2 separate regions of the Sus scrofa genome follow, and region 2 is linked to region 1. Evidence: chromatin contacts called from public HiChIP or PLAC-seq data. All regions are on one chromosome and are shown on one strand. Each heading gives the region's core, a stretch centred on a gene start, on an enhancer-like site or on the middle of the called end of the contact. The rest is flanking DNA. Distances are from core to core; before and after follow the strand shown. Region 1 holds the start of TAP2 (transporter 2, ATP-binding cassette, sub-family B (MDR/TAP)). Region 2 holds the start of RING1 (ring finger protein 1).

Region 1 (5,374 bases), core at 1,632-4,131:
TGAATGGGAATAAGAAGAGGGAGCACTTTCAAGGAGACCGGGGGGAATGGGATGGATCTGGAACCCTGGGTGTGTGGAGTCCGAGATGACAGTGAGCCGTCCAATGGGAACGTGAAGGGGGCCACTGGATTACAAGACTGGAGCTGGGCAAGGAGATGCGCATCTGGGACTCACCTGCAGAGGGGAGCTGAGTAAGCTCAAGAGCAAAAACGGTCTTAAAGATCAGCAAACCGAGTCATGAGAAAAGTCCGTAATTAAGGGTTCAGTGGAGAATGGCTCTCCAGGGGAGGTAGAGGGACTGGGAAATAGAGGAAGTTCAAAAGCTACCTGAAGTAAGAGCTCACTCATAAGAGATTGTTCTGATGCCACAAGCAAGCAGGATCCGAGCCGTGTCTGTGACCGACACCACAGTTCCCAGCAACGCCCGATCCTTAACCCACTGATTGAGGCCAGGGATCGAACCCACAACCTCATGGATGCCAGTCGGATTCATTACCGCTGAGCCACAACGGGAACTCCCAGGAAGAAATTCACTTTTGAGAAATCAGTTTCAGCAAAGAGTAGCAAGTATGGAATAATGATTGGGTTTTGAAGGATTCTAAATGAAGTAGGACCATAACAAAGGAGAGAATCAAGCCCCCAGCTGATATTAGGGTAATGCTAGTGAAGCACTTGCACAACCCTGAGAATAAGCTTTCTTTAGATTTCTCACCCCAGGTGTCTCACTCACCCCATCCTAGTACCAGCCCCTATCAAGTCACTTGTTAGTGAGTGAGTTAGTCTGTAGACAGCAGACCCCTGGGTAGGTCTAAAAAGAGAGGGGAAAGCAATAAAGTGGAAAAGAGTAAAGACGCTGAAAAGGAAGGTGACAAGCCTCAGAATAAGATCTTCCAGAACTGACAAGACGAATTAGGGAAGAAGGGTCAAGAGGAAGAAACATGTTCATTCTGACAACAGGATAACTGTGGGGAAAAAAAATACAGGGTGAGAGGTGGGAGACAGAAAAGAGAAATGGAAGTTTGCGCAGATAAAAATGTTGAGAAGCTGGCGTTCCCGTCATGGCACAGTGGAAATGAATCCGACTAGGAATCATGAGGTTGCGGGTTCGATCCCTGGCCTTGCTCAGTGGGTTAAGGATCCCTCATTGCCATGAGCTGTAGTATAGGTCACAGAGGAGGCTCAGATGGTGTTGCTGTGGCTGTGGTGTATGTACACCGGCAGCTGTAGCTCCGACTGGACCCCTAGCCTGGGAACCTCCACGTGCCACGGGTGCGGCCCTAAAAAGCAAATAAATAAATAAATAAATAAAATTTTTTAAATTTTAAAAATTTGTTGAGAGGCAACCGAGGGACATTCTGTTTGACATACAGACACATTTTGTTCTAGATCACTCATATCTGTAGCAATGATATAATATAAACTTTGAAGATGTTGGCGCTACTTGGTGAATGAAGGAATAAATGAATGGATGTATGAAACAGACTGGCGAATGAGTAAACACATGGAGATTTTAGTTTAAGTATTTTGTGCCTTGTGCACAAAATGGTCTGAAAACAGAGTTAGGAAAGTGAGGGCCCCTGTCAACACCTGGAGCCAGCAAATCACCCATCACCTACCTCCCAACGGAGAAAAGACTCATGAACAAGATGGCGCTGACAAAGGCATCAGGGTCAAAATCACCCCCCAGGATGTCAATCACGAGGCCAGAATAGTAAGGGATTAGTGTCTCACCTGCAAGAGACATGAGGACCACAGTGAATAGGCTGCTGCCAAGGGCCTTTTCCCACCTCCAATTCACTGCGCCCTCTCCTGACTCACCCAACACGGCAAGGACAAGAAAGAAGAAGGCAGCAGCCAGGAAAGGCCAGTCCGGCCAGGAGAGCTTCAGCAACCTCCACATCAAAGCTCTGTTGTTCTCCTGGTCCTCCTTCTTCTCCTGGGCTCCTGGAGGGCTCAGCACTGCCCACACTGCCCAGCTGAGCCCCGCAGCCCCGGACCCCAGCAGCAGCCAGCTCCAAGGGGCTGAAGCCACTCTGGCTGGGGGAGCACTCAAGGCTCCTGGGACCAGGGCCCTCAAGGAGAGAAAGAAGGGGATCACCAGGCAGAGGGGGCACAGCAGTGTCCGCACATATCCCAGCAGCCCTCCCAGCCTCAGCAGCCACCAAAGCCCTCCAAGTCGCAAGATGCCCTCCAGCCACAGGCCTGGAAGCCCTCGAGGAAGCAGAGCCTCCAGAGGTCCCTGGAGCAGCCAGAGTAAGGCCGAGTCCGCCAGCAGCAGGGCGGCCCAGGGTCTCAGGTCAGGGAGCCGCATGGCGAGGTCTGTGGGGAGAAGGGGAGAAGTGCCAGGGGTGGAGTCCCAGTCCTCGGCGCTACCCCCGCCCCCATTCCCACTCCTCCCAACGCGCCCATGGGCTTCCCACTCGATTTACCCAACCCTACCGAGTACCCTGTGCTCCCTCCTAGGACACAAGGCATTCGGCCTGACCGAAGGCGCTGGGAAGCCTGACCACCTGCAGCCTCATCTTAAAAAAAAAAAGTCCCATTACCCTCCCCCCAACCCCCGCCCCACTCCTCTGCCAGCCGCCGCCGTGTTCCAGCGGGCGGCCGGGCGGTCCCTGCCTCGCTCCCTCTCTTCCCCCGGACCTTAGGGACAGGAATCACCGTACACCGAGCGGGGGAGGCGGTAGGTGGGCTGCGTCCCCTTAGCGCTCTAGACTTCCACCCGCCCCACTCACCAGCGGCGGCTTCTGCGATGCAGCTCCAGGGATCTTTCCTTTAAGTGCGGAGGGCTGAGCTCGGAGGGCTGAGCTCGGAACCCCCTCGCACTGTCTCAACGTTGTCTCCCCTCGATCTGCGGGCGATGCTCTCCGGGCCGGGGCGTCCCGGCTCCCCGCGCCTTTCGCTTTCGCTTCCCCAGCGCGTGCCTTGTTCTGTGCCCGGCGGCCAGCAGGGGGCGCGCGACACCGCAGACCCAGGGACACGCCCAAGTCCCGCTCCACTTGCCAGGCCCGGGCTTAAATCGCCCACTCTCAGCAGCAGTTACTCTATCATAGGAAACGGTTGCATTTCTTAAATTGCCACTAAGAAAATTGCCACGAAATAGTTGGAGAACCGCTGGATTTTCTTACCTCAAGTTCTCTTTGCCCCAGCCCTGAACCTGTTTTGAGAACTGCTCTCTTTTCTTATCAAAGCTCCAGTTGTAGGCTCTTGAGATAGAAAAAACAGAGCCAGATCCCGAGCAAGAAACACACAGAATTTCTCCTAAATAGAAGCCGCAACTGCTCCTACCAGGACCTACCATGGGTTTCAACTTACAGATTTTGAGCTGAGAAGGCCTCACCCCGTGTCGTCTTCTATCTTTGTCAACAGCTCCTGAGCAGAGAATGTGTCAGACACCTCTAAATTGATGCTCCAAATTAAGCTGGGAGCACTGTCGGTACATGAAGGAAGGGGACTTTGTTTCTTGGTCTATTTTAACACTGAGTAGCACAGGAATCCGATTTCCATGGGTCCTGCCTGATCCAGGGCCTGTCTATGGACTGTGAAGCTTGCTTTATTCCAGAAATAACAATTCAGGTTGAAACTACCTCCCAGACTCAAAATAACCCCCAAGGGAGGATCACTTGGAGTCCAGTGGATTCCAGTCCATCTTTTTGAAAGGTCATTGGCGTGAGGAGGAGTGAGTCACTTCAAATTTAAAGTGGGGAGGGGGAGATTGAAGTTAGGGAATTACTAAAACTTCTCCAACCCTGTCCATGTGGGGATTTTAAGGATCTCTCTAATGGAAAAGCTCCACGCTCAGCTGCTTCCTACAAGCTCTTCCTTTGAACAACTCTCCTTGGAGCCATGACATTGTCCTGCTCCCTCCTGCAGCTCCAGAGTGACGCAGAGGCTCTCGTATGTCTCATCTTTCCCAGCTAGTTACTTTTTCCTCATGTTCCCCACCTCAGCGAGTCCTTCTTATCTCCTCTTCCATTTCAATCACGGTCTTGTCATCTAGCAATTGAGTGTGACACAGCATGAAACTGAACCCCGAATGTCCATCGTTCCACTTCCTATCCAGTCTCTCCACCGTGTTCGAGGTCAGTGGGACCACGGTGGCAATTATTATGGCCCACACGTTAGGTGGAAGCTTTCTCATCCTACTCTACAGCACCAGAAACGGTTGTTCTAAGTGTCCTTCTCCCAGATGCCCAAACCATTCACCACCGACCTCCCAAGACGTCTCCAGGCGGAGCTCCCATAGAAAGGACCCTAAACCAAATTAAATTGCTGGTAAATGTGCACAGACAATGAGCCTTCCCGAGGTCTGGAGAGATGAATATGGAAGGAAAACCCAGGAGAAATATTTGGTGAGGCCCCACTTCTTGGGGGGGGGTTGCATATCTCTTCTCAGGAAAAGTCTGAGTGGATTTCCTGCCCCCTCCTCCCAACAATCCCCACCCAACGCCCACTCAGCCACAACACAGAGGCATGTGTGTAACCGTTTTCTTTTATTGTGCTTAGTGAGATGCCCAGAAGGTTGGGGTTGGGGAGGGGGGGAGGCTCCATTGAAGCAGAGACTACACAAAAGGATAAACTCCGCCCTGCCTCCCAGGGACCACTGGTTCATTCCCTCTGGGTCACGTTAGGCCCCTCTTTCTTCTGGGGCCTGAACTGGTCCAGGTCCCTGAGTAGGCCCGGCTTCCTCAGGAGAGGCCGGCCCAGCTGCCGCCGCCACCCTTACAGACTGGCCTCCCGGTACTGGTGCATCAGGTCACTGACGTCCGTACTCTCCACCTTCACCCACCCATCTTCCTTCATGTGGTACACTGCAAGCAAGGCAGAAAGAACAGGGCGTGACTTTCCCCTTCGGTGAGTTCCTATTATACGTGATGTTCTGTTGACGGGGGCAACAGCAACACGCAATGTCAAAGCCTTTCATGCTGGGACTTCCGGTGCCCCTGTTCTGGCTCTGAACACCTGCTCCCTGCCCCTCTGCCTCCTCCACGTCTCCCAATCTCAAACCCCCTCCCCCCACCCGCCAGGATGGGGGCGGGGGGCCTTAGTCTCTTACTATTGACAACGCCTCCAGAATAGCTGTCTCGATGAGTGGCATGAACAATAGCCCTCCGGCCCAGGTCATAGGCCTCTTCAATGCTAAGATCGTACCGATGGCCACTGTCCATGACCCCATAAGCGTAGGTGTTCCCGCTACCAGTGGAGAACATATTTCCCGAGAGCCGAGTCCCATTTTCATCCACATAGTAGAGTCCAGGACCCTATAGGATGTAAGAAGGTTCCAGGTGGGGACTGGAGAGGAAGCTCTTGGTAACGGACAGATTCAAGTGTGAGCCAGGACAAGTGGACGAAAGAATAAGGGTGACCACAGAAA
Region 2 (4,952 bases), core at 2,405-4,904, 190 kb after region 1:
GGTGTTCTCTCCCACCTCAGGTGCAGGTAGCGGCATCGGCCGAGCGGTCAGTGTGCGCTTAGCTGCTGAGGGTGCCGCCGTGGCCGCTTGCGACCTGGACGGGGCAGCGGCACAGGAGACGGTGCAGCTGCTGGGAGGGCCGGGGAGTGAGAAGGGGGCACCCAGCGGGGCCCATGCTGCCTTTCAGGCTGACGTGTCCGAGGCAGAGACCGCCAGGCGCCTGCTGGAGCAAGTGCAGGTGAAAGCGAGACGACTTTGCCCCCTTTAAAGCCCTAACGTTGCCTCCACTGCTCTTGGCTCTGCAAGGTTTTCTGGTGTGTAACCTTACCCTTCTATAGGCCTACTTTTTTCGCCCGCCATCTGTCGTTGTGTCTTGTGCGGGCATCACCAGGGATGAATTTCTGCTCCGCATGTCTGAAGATGACTGGGACAAAGTCATAGCTGTCAACCTCAAGGTGGTGACCTCTGAACCTGTGACTTCTGGGTCCTCTAGCCTGGGGATGGGGGGAGTTGGGGGACTGTCACCCCGGCTGATCCTTTCTGCCTTGTTATTTTCTGCCCCTCCCCCTCAGGGCATCTTTCTAGTCACTCAGGCTGCAGCCCAAGCCCTGGTGTCCAGTGGCTGTCCTGGCTCCATCATCAACATCAGTAGCATCATAGGGAAGGTCAGGTTGTGTGGGGATGGCATCAGCCAGCCAAGTGGGCACAGAGAGGAGAGCCCTTCCTTGGGACCCCTGACTCATCCCACATCTCTGGCTCACCTATAGGTGGGAAACATGGGACAGACAAACTACGCAGCATCCAAGGCTGGAGTGATTGGGCTGACCCAGGCTGTAGCCCGGGAGCTCGGACGGTTGGTCAGGCACCTGGGGGCACGGGAGGTTTTGCTGAGGCATGTAGAGGGTCTCAGGGAGGGGTCCGTGTTCTGTCCTCTTTGAAGTCAGCAGCCACTCTCCTTTCCACAGATACAGGATCCGCTGTAACTCTGTCCTCCCAGGGTTCATTAAAACACCCATGGCACAGAAAGTGCCACAGAAAGTGCTGGACAAGGTAGGAGACCACGGGTGGAGGGCAGAATCATTCAGAGACCCAATCTGTCTGGGGTTCAGAGAGAATGCTGTGCACAGTGGGGAGCAAACAGTAGATACTCAATAAGCGTATGAGGAATGAAGACCAAAAAACAGAGTCATAGACTCAGTCTACCAAAAAACCTATGAAAGAAACTTTCACTCACATATGAGTGTTTCCTTACAGGTGGTTGGAATGATCCCGATGGGACATCTGGGGGACCCTGAGGGTGAGCACTGAGTGCAGAGGGGGCCTGAATGAAAAGATCCCCAAATTTTTGGTATCCAAGAGGTTCTTGCCAGGCTTGATGTTTAGGCAAGAGGGTGATTCTGGTGGGAGGTGATGGCTACTTTGGGTCTATGAGAGTGAGTAGGATTCTGCCCTCTCCCCACCCTTCCCATAGATGTGGCCGATGTGGTCGCGTTCTTGGCATCTGAGGACAGTGGATACATCACAGGGGCATCAGTCGAAGTCACTGGTATGAGGCCATCATGGGGAAGAGGAGGCAGGGGAGTGGGACCCAGATGATATGAGAAAGCAAGTGAGAGGAGTCTGGAGCCACTGAGGGAAGGGCAGAAGTTCCCACAGGCCAGGGACAGAAGTGGGAGCTCCCTCCCCCCAGGCCATTTGTCTCCACCTATACATCTGTCCAAATGTTTCTGCCCCTCCTAGGAGGTCTTTTCATGTAACTGCCTCAAGGACCCTGGACTCTGCTCACTCCCCCACCATTCTGCCCGGCCTCCTGCTGATGAGGACTCTGAGTTCCCAGGCTACAAAAGGGGTGGCAGTGTATGGCTCAAGAATGCTGAATATGGGAGGCAGGGGTGCTTGTGACCCTAATAAATTCCAAATCCTCTTCCCTGCCACCTCCGGTTCTTCTTGTGTCCAAGTCCTCAGACCCTTCCCCACCTCCCCCTCCTTTCCCTTTCGGGAAGGATTGTTCCCTTTCACTGCCTGGTCTCCCAGGGCAACCCCCGCCGCCGGGTGTGAGAGGAGAGAGTGTGTGTCACTGTGTGTGCGTGACACTCTGGGTCTTTTGGAGGGAGGGGTCTCTGCACCACCCCCTTCCACTGATTCTGCAGCCCCAGTCCCTCCCCCCCCCAATACCCTGGGTCCTTGTGGTCCCCAAGGGTGATTCGTTCATGGCCCCATCCTGGTGTCCAGTCTAGCCTTGGAAGGGGGTCTTGGAACAGGTGGCCCTCCCCCACCCCTCTCCTTTCTCTGAGTGCCCCCCTCCCTTTTCTCTCCACCTTACAATAGCTGCAGCCGGCCGGGGGTCGGATGGGGGGGGATTAGGGGAGGGGGCCAGGATTAGGGGAATGGACCAGCCGATGAAAAGGGCTGGAGGAGAGCAGAAGGGAGGGGGTTGGGAGGAGGAGGAGGAAGGGGAGGGGGTCCGCGCTAATCGACTCTGGAGCCCACATAAGGACTGGCCACGGACTGAAGGAGAGGACAGGGAAGTAGGGGGGAACTGGGAGAGGGGGCGAGGGGACCCACTGCTGCCTTGTCCCAGAAACAGGCCACCCCCTGGCAGTTGCAGCCCAAGTCTGGGAGCCTCAGCTCAGGCTGGAGGAGACAGGACGCCCATCCCGGTCTCTTTTCCCCCCCGGATCCCTCTCATCCCCTGCCCTCAATGGGGATCGCTCTGCCCTTTCCTCTTCTCTTTTCTCCCCGTCCCCTTCCTTTACTGGAAAGTCCTGGAGGAGGTTTCTGCCCGCTTCCCACTTCAGACATTCGGCCCCTTGTGCCACCAACCCCCTCCCCACACGCGCACACCCCCTCCCCGACTGGGGCCCCATCTTGTGTGTGTGTGTGTGTGTGTGTGTGTGTGTGTGTGTGTTGAGTGTGTGTGTCCCTGCTTCCGCATGGTGTCTCCATTCCCCCGTACCTCCCGTGCGCCTCCCTCCCCCGCCCCGGGCCGCGGCTCTTGATTGTCCAAACGCAATTCTCGAGTCTATAGCTCTGGCCGAGAGTTGAGTCTGGACGTCCCGAGCCGTCGCCCCCAAACCTCGAGGGGAGAGCGGGTCGGAGAGTCTAGGCAGAGCCAAAGCGGAGGGTGGAGCAAGTCCCCTGGGCGGTAAGGGGAATCCCGGACACATAGGGACATAGTTGCGTTCACAAGACTGGCTGTAGCGGCAGAGGTTCCTTGGCAGAGGCTCCTTATCTCCGGAATCCCGGGCTGGGGTTATGGAGAAGTTGTGTTCGGGGAAGAAGGGAGCCGCTCCCCAAGAGCCGGCAGGGGACGCGGCGTGGGGGAGGTGGCCCCTTTTCCAATTCCCTCCATCCCCTCCCGGGGTCCGAGCGATCCCAGGCCCCGCCCTCCGGACTCCGGAGCAGAGGCCCCGAGTGGGGACCTTGGGAAGGGAAGGGTGGCAAAAGTTGGCCGCGTGACGGTGCTGGCTCGGGGACCGAGACCGCGGTCCCCACGTGGTGCGGGACTCCGGGGACGCCGGCTCCTCAGGGGGGCGGGGGAACCCGGGCGTCCACGTCGCGTCCCACCCGCGCCGCGACTGGCGGGTGACGTCTCCGCAGGCGGGGGGGTGGGGTGGAGTGGAGTGGAGGGGCAGGCGGAAGTGACGTAGGGCCCTAGCGCCCGGGCCATGGCGGCGGCGGCGGCGGGACCTGCTGTCTGAGCAGCGGCTGCAGACCGAGCGAACTCGGCCGGGGAGCCCGGGCCCCAGGAGAGGCGCTGCGGCAGCGGGAGCGCGGACGGCTGGAGCCGGGTGAGGGGCTGCGCCGGCGCGGGGTGGGGAGTGGAGGGGGCAGCCTCGGGAGGGCGGGGTCTGCGCCGGGGGCGGCCCCCCTAACCCTCTCCCTCCCCTTCCCCCTTCCCCCACTACCCAGTCTACATCTCCTCTTCGGTGGTGGAGCCCTGGTGGGGGGTCTGTGCCCGGTCACCATGACGACGCCGGCGAATGCCCAGAATGCCAGCAAAACGTGGGAACTGAGTCTGTACGAGCTGCACCGGACCCCGCAGGTGACAGGGATTCTCCCCTTACAGCATACTCCCGTTCCCCCCTCTATCCACAGATGCTCCTCTCACAGCCTCTTTTGAAATTTTTTTGGCCCCGTTCTGACCCTGCCCGGTTTCACACTCCCTGGCCCTACCTTTGAATCACCTTAATCTTTTAAAGCGCCTTTCACCTTTATCTCATTTCATCCTCAAAACACACGGGCCAGAGAGGTAGAGCAAGTATTACTGTCTTCATTTGAAAGACAGTAAACAGAAATTACCTTTCCCTCTTTCTCAGTTCAGCATCATAGGTCAGGGCATTTAAGACTCATCTTGGGAGTTTATTAAAAATGGAATTCCCGGCTTGCTGTCATCTGCCACTAACATTCTGATCCAGTACTGGGATGGGACCCCAGATTCTGCATTTTTTAACATGCACTCTAGGGGATTTTGATATAAGTGTTACCAGGACCATACTTTAGAGATCCTATTGACAAAGTCTTCCCCAGATTGAAAATCTGTGCCAATCACCAAACCTTAGATCCTCCTATTCCAAAGCTCCTACTCAGAATTCTTATCTTCCTCAAGAGGCCAACATGGGGCAACCAGATTCTGCCATCTCACTGTATTTCTCAAACCTCCAAATTTCATGGACCACTTGTTTCTAAAACCTTTTCTCCCCAACCCACCACTACCTTTCTGCTCATTGATGCCTCCAGGAAGCCATCATGGATGGCACAGAGATTGCAGTTTCCCCTCGGTCACTGCATTCAGAACTCATGTGCCCCATCTGCCTGGACATGCTGAAGAATACGATGACCACCAAGGAGTGCCTCCACCGATTCTGCTCTGACTGCATTGTCACGGCCTTGCGGAGCGGGTAACAGGAGGGACATGTTTGAGGTGGGGTGAGAGGTACAGAGTTGGGCCC

Evidence for each region. HiChIP or PLAC-seq counts read pairs in DNA pulled down with a chosen protein or histone mark.
Region 2: a contact with region 1 is called in an H3K27ac HiChIP or PLAC-seq map of skeletal muscle, with 3 times the contacts expected there. The contact joins the promoter of RING1 here to the promoter of TAP2 in region 1. A contact is called at or near these places in 5 of 47 Hi-C or Micro-C datasets (blood, embryonic fibroblasts, heart right ventricle and 2 more) and 2 of 2 datasets of contacts at active chromatin or transcription factors (alveolar macrophages and skeletal muscle).

What each region holds. Positions count from the first base shown.
Region 1 is chr7:25,053,982-25,059,355 of Sscrofa11.1, forward strand. It overlaps TAP2 (transporter 2, ATP-binding cassette, sub-family B (MDR/TAP)), which reads right to left and starts at 2,882. Exons shown (of 12, transcript NM_001206441.1): 1 at 2,736-2,882; 2 at 1,819-2,319; 3 at 1,617-1,731. The coding sequence starts at 2,311. PSMB8 (proteasome (prosome, macropain) subunit, beta type, 8 (large multifunctional peptidase 7)) reads right to left here. Exons shown (of 6, transcript NM_213935.2): 5 at 5,057-5,261; 6 at 4,475-4,811. The coding sequence ends at 4,723.
Region 2 is chr7:25,247,853-25,252,804 of Sscrofa11.1, forward strand. RING1 (ring finger protein 1) reads left to right here and starts at 3,655. Exons shown (of 7, transcript NM_001190235.1): 1 at 3,655-3,791; 2 at 3,913-4,045; 3 at 4,741-4,901. The coding sequence starts at 3,968. MIR219A (microRNA 219a) reads left to right here and starts at 2,987; the gene lies at 2,987-3,069. It overlaps HSD17B8 (hydroxysteroid 17-beta dehydrogenase 8), which reads left to right. Exons shown (of 9, transcript NM_001130730.1): 2 at 21-238; 3 at 339-455; 4 at 573-665; 5 at 768-853; 6 at 966-1,050; 7 at 1,255-1,297; 8 at 1,472-1,546; 9 at 1,741-1,934. The coding sequence ends at 1,757.